Linked DNA regions of Sus scrofa: region 2 is linked to region 1. The links are chromatin contacts, called in public Hi-C maps. All regions are on one chromosome and are shown on one strand. The core of a region is the stretch at or near the end of the contact, and the rest is flanking DNA. Distances in the headings are between cores, read along the strand shown. Region 1 has its middle 57 kb from the start of CD69. Region 2 has its middle 7.1 kb from the start of TRNAK-UUU.

Region 1 (3,604 bases), core at 1,049-3,548:
CCCTTCCTCTTCTCGCCAGTGGCCAGGATTCTCTGACCTCCAAGGTTGGAAATTGTTTCAGTAAACAATCAATACAAACCAGGTCAGGTCACATCATCTCTGCATTTAGGATGGCGAGATACTTACTGAGGCAGCATTTCAAACTGGTGTTATGGATGCCAGCTTCCCAGGAGAACTTGTTGAAGGGCCACTATCAGGATGTGTGGATTTTAACATCTGTGTTCATTTAAATTGTTGATTATCGTTGTCTTAAGTACTCAGATGGCCTCTGCTCATCTCGTAGACCCACAGATTTAAGGAGTCCTTGTCACCCTCCAGAATTAGTTTTTTGAAAAGTGTATCTATATATAATTGTGATTTGGTATGCACCAATATCTATATAAAACACATTTTAAAAGCTTTTCCTTAAGGGTCAAGCATTTTACTTTATTCCCTTTTTCCTTTGAATTAATATTTCTATCCCACTTTCCAATAAAAATTTGTACCAATATATTTATTTTCTTTTTTGCCACCCCTTGACATATGGAGTTCCTGGGCCAGGAAACAGATCTGAGCCACAATTGCAGCAGTGCTGGATCCTTTAACCCACTGTAGGGGGCTGGGAGCAGCAGAGATCCCTGGATCCCAATGCACTACACTGGGAACTCTTATCAATATTTTATTTTAACTGTACTTCTTAAAAATTGTTCAAGCAGACTATTTGTTGGAAAAGAACATATAAGGAAATTGGCTATCTTAAAATTTGTCCCTTAAACTTATCCTTGTCCCCTAACCATCAGGAATATACATACTTGTTTGAATACCTAATGTTATGACATTTTAAAAAATATAATTACATTATTAAACTGAAAATCTATTATATAAATCTATTTATAAATATTTAGCATGTTTCATATTATAAATATAAATCTATTATGAGGTTTTAAAAACAAAGCTTATATATTCTTTTTTTTTTGGTCTTTTTGCTATTTCTTTGGGCCGCTCCCGTGGCATATGGAGGTTCCCAGGCTAGGGGTCGAATCGGAGCTGTAGTCACTGGCCTACGCCAGAGCCACAGCAATGCGGGATCCAAGCCGCGTCTGCAACCTACACCACAGCTCACGGCAACGCCGGATCGTTAACCCACTGAGCAAGGGCAGGGACCGAACCCGCCACCTCATGGTTTCTAGTCAGATTCGTTAACCACTGCACCACAACGGGAACTCCCAAAGCTTATATATTCTTTATCTTGGTTGTATTATAAATCATCCTTAATCTTCCCCCATTTCTGGAAAACTACACCCCCATAATTGGTAAACTATTTGAGATACATGACTCTGTATCTTTTACTTTAAAACATTAAAGACTTATGACAACATAAAAAAGAAAACATTTATTTATTTATTTATTTATTTATTTATTCTTAGGGCTGCACTTATGGCATTTGGGAGTTCCATGCTAGGGGTCGACCCGGAGCTGCAGCTCTGGGCCTACACCACAGCCACAGCAAGGCCAGACCCAAGCCACATCTGTGACCTATACCACAGCTCACAGGAACGCTGGGTCCTTAACCCACTGAGCTAGGCCAGGGAAGGTACCCTTTTCCTCATAGATACTAGAAGGGTCCATTACCAACGAGTTACAACGGGATCTGCGAGAACTTTATTTTTTAAAACATGTACAGTTGATTTACAATGTTGTCTTGGTATTGGGTGTGCAGCAAGGTGATTCAGTTATTCACATACATATATCCATTATTTTTCAGATTCTTTTCCCATATAGGTTATTAAAGAGTATTGAGTAGAGTTAGTTCCCTGTGCCATGTGGTAGGTTGTTGCTGGTTATCTATTTCACACATAGTAGTGTGTATAGGTTAATCTCACACTCCTAATTTATCCCTCCCCACTATGTTTCCCTTTGGTAATAATAAATTTGATTTTGCAGAATTGGTTTTGATATGCTAGAGACCATTTAAGGTCTTGCTTCTTAGTTGCCCCTTACTTATATATCTAACTTTAACTTCTATGCTTTGTTTTTAATCTAGGCCTTGCAAAGAATATTAACAGACAATCACCATCACCTTTTTGCCTCCCTCCCCAGTTCCTGTATCTTTACAATAGTTCTCACTATAGGTCTTTAGTAGCAAGTATCCGGAAGACTGCATGCGCTGCCCTGCCACTTGCATTTTCATTAAAACCAGGCTAGTCTTTAGCGTGTTTCCTGTTGATCTTCAAATTGCCTTTTCTTCAATCCCCACGTGTAAAGAAAGCAAACGTTGCCACTAGAGGGAGCTGTCAGCGTTTGAGCAACTGTCCAAACCCGGGCAGGGGTTGCAGTGGAGGGCGGCGGACTCGGAGATGTTGGAGGCGGGGCTCTGTGGTCGGCTTAGGGTGCGCCGGAAGCCTGTCAGTGGTGCCTTCACTTTGGGCGCCCATCAGACTTCGGGACTCTCAGCGTTGATGGTCTGGGCCTCCTGCATTTCCCCAGCCTGTGATGGTTCAGAGTGGCTGAGAGTTCTATGTTGGAGACACTAACAAAACTCTTCAGTCGTTTCTATGGGTGATTTTCAAAGCAGTACATGCTTATTTTAAGAGAATTAAAAGAATATATGACTTAGAACATGAAAAAAAATCCTCTAAGTCTTACCTTTAAACAAATCAGACACTTTCCATTTATTTCTGCACGTTATTTGTGCAATTATTCTCTGAGTCCCTTCTGTACCTACATGGATCTCGGCTTATTAAGAATCTTCCTCAATGATTTAGGCAGTCAGGTAGAGTAAAAACTAAGGTTGATCTCCAGACCATTCAGTAACTATGAATTCTTATATCCTTGTACTTACCATATGAAGATTGAGTTATCTGTGTAAGTATCAGGGATTTTTTTTCTTCATCTTTGGATTTACATCTTCTAGTAGAATGCCTGACAAATGCAGCTTTAACAAATATGTGTTGAACAAACAAATACATGAATGGCACTGATAAAATCCGGTTCATTCAAAGTAGTTTGATCATGTATACACACATATGATCGGAGGCAAGAAATGGAAGAGATGAGAGAAGTTTTCACCTATTTGGAACTAACGAAAATAAATATTTTTATGATTTCTATTATGTATTTAAATAATTCATATGATTTTTGAGATCGTATTGAGCACGTAAAATATTGCAGAGACATTATCTCCTTCAACCATTCAAACCACTCTCCGAGGGCTGTTATCTCCATTTTATAGATGAGGAAATGGAGGGGCACAGAGAACAAGTTAGTCAATGCTCTCCGAGGGCTGTTAGCCCCACCCAGATGAGGAAACTTGAGTGGCAGAGAGAACAAGTTAATCCACGTAGCTTTAGCACTAGAATCTGCATCCGTGAGGCCTGATGCAGAGCCTGGACTCTTCAAACTATAGCTACATCGTTTCTTAAAAAAAGTTTTCCCAAAGATCCTCTATACCTCTATACCACATAAATGTCTTTATTTAATTTTCCTTTATCTTACGAGAAACTTTACCAATGACTTTTTTTTTTGTCTTTTTAGGGCCACACCTGCGGCATATGGAAGTTCCTAGGCTAGGGGTCAAATTGGAGCTGCAGCTGCCAGGCTACAAAACAGCTCACAGCAACACCAG
Region 2 (3,894 bases), core at 1,201-3,700, 130 kb after region 1:
TGCCGTGACAGTGGCCCAAGAAATGGCAAAAAGACAAAAAATTAAATAAATAAATAAATAAATAAAATGAAGTGCTGAACATCTCATGTAATGTACTGAATACTGTACTGAAAGTTATAAATAGAATGACTCTATGAGTCCAAAACATATGTAAGTGTATGGATGGTTTACACTTGTGAAGGTGGGCTGATGGAGAGCTGGGTTCATGGCCACTGCCCAGCACCACGAGAGAGTATGGTTCTACCCATTGCTAGCCCAAGAAAAGATTAAAATGCAAAATTCAAAGTATGGTTTCCATTGAATACATATTGCTTTTGTACCACGGTAAAGTCAAAAAATTGTAAGTTCAGTCAAACCACTCTAAGTCAGGGACCATCTGTACTATGGTTGCATATGCTTTCTCTCCAAACCTGTTGTTCAACAAGTTGAATGTAGTGTAGATATTTGTTTTCCACTGATATAAATTATGTCTCTAATTTGGGGCTGAGATCTCTACCTTGATTTTCCACATTGATGCCTACAAGCCCGAGACCCACAAGAACAGATCTAAGTTAAAGCTGCATTTATTACGAGCTATAGCAGGTACCACACACCATGGGAACGCGTGGGTGCAAGGTTTTGCCAGATATTTGAAAGCAACAACAAGACTCCACAGAGCATGCTCACCTAAGGCCTTTAATCTAAAGTCCACAAATACTGTGCCACAAGAGAAAGAGAATGCAGGCAAACATTTGAGAGGCCAGAGAAAGGGAAGGACAAACACCATATGATATCACTTATATGTGGAATCTAAAATATGTCACAAATAATCCCGAGTTGCTGTGGCTGTGGTGTAAGCTGGCAGCTGCAGCTCCAATTCGACCCCTAGCCTGGCAACCTCCATATGCCCACAGGTGTGGCCCTAAAAAAAAAAAAAGGCATAAATGAACCTATTCACAAAACAGACTCACAGACACAGAGAACACACTTGTGGTTGCCAAGGGGAAGGGGGAGGGAGTGCAATGGACTGGGAATTTGAGGTTAGTAAATACAAACTATTCCATTTAGAATAGATAAGCAATGGGGTCCTACTGTGTAGCAAAGGGAACTATATCCAGACATCATAGAGCACAATGAAAGCAAGAAAAAGACGTATATATTATATATACCTGCTCCTGGGTCATTCTGCTGTACAGCAGAAATTGGCACAACATTGTAAATCAACTCTACTTTAATTAAAAAATAGAAGTTCCCACTGTGGCACAATAGGATAAGCAATGTCTCTGTAGTGCCAGGACACAGGTTCGATCCCTGACTTGGCACAGTGGGTTAAAGGATTCAGTGTTGCAACAGAACTCCATATGTGGCGGGGCAGCCAAAAAAAAAAAATTAAGAGATTATTTTAAAAGGCCGCAGATATCATACAGCAAGAGAAAGAGAAGGCAGGCAAACATTTGGGAGGCTAGAGATTTCTAGGGGCAATCACCCAGGGTTCTTTTCACATGTCTTCTATGTTCTGGCTCTGAATTGAACTCCCAAGGTCATCTCAAGGAGTTGTAGCTCTGGGAAATTTCAGGGCAGAAGTTCCCATGTGGGTTTTTATTCCCCACTTATCCCGTTGTCCAGGCTCTCTGGTTGGGCCAGTTGGAAACCATCTATCAACAAACTGCTCCAAGGGTCACCATGGGAGTTTCAAACTTTGAACAACACATTATGAATTCCATTGCACATTTTTTTTTAGCCAAGAGTCAAAGCCAGACCAATAGTTCCCAAAGCTAAGGCTATATATAACTTTTCCGGTCCAGTTCAGCTGAAAGTCAACTTTATCCTAAGCAGTCCAGTATGTCAGTAGGAAGGAATTAGGAAAGGGCTGTTATAAGATTGAGCCTTGTCCTGGGAGGTTTGGGGTAGAATTCTATAGAGTGGGGCTTGCTCTAGATCAGATGTCATCAGAAACCAGTATTTTAGTTCACCGGGTAACTTGGTTTACTGGGTTACTGGGTGTTGTAAAGAGATAGGACTAACTTGTAGCTGTTATATGGTAACTCTATGATTATCTCCAAAGGCACCTGAAAACATGGGCAAGTTAAGGATGAATGAACTAGTGATTTACAAGATGAGGTTTAATGTGCCAAAAACACATGCATGCATGCATGCATGCTTTATCAGCTACACTACATGTGTTGCTGAGAATGTACAGATCGGTGTTCTACCTCAGGTTTATCTGATTACACAGGCAGGTATAGGATAAAAGATGTCTTAACAAACTCATGCTTTGATTTCCCAGAGACAGATATTACACACACATCTTGGAGGTTCACAGTCTAAAAGACAAAGCAGGTGTCATGGGACGAGGACCTGGAAGATGTCTAGGACCTTCCTGATATTTTCCTGTGATTTCCTTCTCCTAGGGTATCAGATCTTTTGCCTCCTCCTTTTTAATTTATTTTTTTTTTTAATGGCCTCAACTGTGGCATATTGACATTCCCGGGACAGGGACTGACTCCAAGTCACAGCTTCACGCTACATCACACCTGCAGCAGTACAGGATCCTTTAGCCCACTGCGCCGGCTGGAGATTGAACCCGTGCCTCCATGGTGACCAGAGCCCCTGCAATGTGATGCTTGACCCAATGTGCCACAGTGGGGACTCCTCTCTTGCCTTTTTTAAATTTTTTAAAGTTTTATTGAAGTATAGTCGACTTACAAGGTTGTGATCATTTCTGCTGTACAGCAAAGTAATTCATTTATATATGTACACACATCCATTCTCTGTCAGATTCTTTTTCCATATAGATAATCGCAGAATATTGGGATAGAGTTCTCTACTACACAGCAGGCTTCCATTAGCCAAAATGTCACTTAAGTATACTTTTTGGAGAGTTTTATTCCTTTAGCTTGTACAGCCCTGTGTAATTGTTGAAGATTTCTTAGTAGTTTTAATACATTAGGCAGGGAAAACATACCAAGACTTAAGCAGTAAACGGCAAAGAAGCTACAGTCACTGATATGAGCTGGGAGAAGGACATATCTGGTTATTTGTGTAGTTACACAATGTTCAGATTTCTATCTGTACTTAGAGATGATTGATGAGTGACCTTGTTTCTGTCTCAGTCTGTCTGGCTCCAGAATGACCTTGTGGAATGTTTGTACTCTGTGAAATTGGTATGGTCAGCAGAGAACTCCAGCTAAGAACTCTCAGGGTGCTTTTTCATATCTTAATCCCCCGCTTTTGGTGAAAAACAGATGGCTTCAGGTCATAGGATATCAATCTGTGATATGCAGATCTTCATCATTGCTAAAATCAGGAGATTTTCCAGAGGACGTTGTTTGTAGTTGGATGAGAGGTGGCCCTTCATGCTGCTGTTACAAGCTGGTGAACCATGTGATGTGATAATAGCCGTGGAGTAGCACCTAAGACTTTGGGCAGGATGCAGAGTCCAGTGCAACAGAGACAACTCCCAGCAACAACATTGTTTTACTCCTTCAAATAGACCATAACGCCAAGAACTGAGATCATTAAACCTAGACCAATAAAACACATTCCAATATCCTCGTAAGCTCATTTCAGAAAGCCAGGTGGTTTTATTCTTCTAGCTTAGTCATACGCTGTTTATTTGTTTGTATTTCTTTAATGAAGTACAGAAAGCATTGTTCACTCTATTTGCTATAGCGTGAATGTCCTCCCACCCTGAGAGTTACTTAAGAGAAAACCATAAGCCATGCTAAACTTGGCTAATAAATTTAAAATGATTTGTTGGGTTTTAAGAGTAGAAGTGACGTCCTCGGAGTTCCTATTGTGGCTCAGCAGGTTAGGAACCTAACCAATATCCATGAGGATGCAGCTTTGATCCCTGGCCTGGTTCAGCGGGTTAAGGATCCGGCAAGTTTCAATATAGGTCACAGATGGGCCTCG

Evidence for each region. A called contact is a pair of places that touch in the nucleus more often than the background predicts.
Region 2: a Hi-C map of liver shows a contact between it and region 1, with 4 times the contacts expected there. A contact is called at or near these places in 1 of 5 promoter capture datasets (liver), 34 of 47 Hi-C or Micro-C datasets (adipose tissue, alveolar macrophages, blood and 17 more) and 2 of 2 datasets of targeted methods (alveolar macrophages and skeletal muscle).

What each region holds. Positions count from the first base shown.
Region 1 is chr5:62,133,028-62,136,631 of Sscrofa11.1, forward strand. It overlaps the pseudogene LOC100624127. Among named protein-coding and RNA genes, the nearest start is that of CD69, 57 kb to the left of the region's middle.
Region 2 is chr5:62,263,076-62,266,969 of Sscrofa11.1, forward strand. No RefSeq gene overlaps it. Among named protein-coding and RNA genes, the nearest start is that of TRNAK-UUU, 7.1 kb to the left of the region's middle.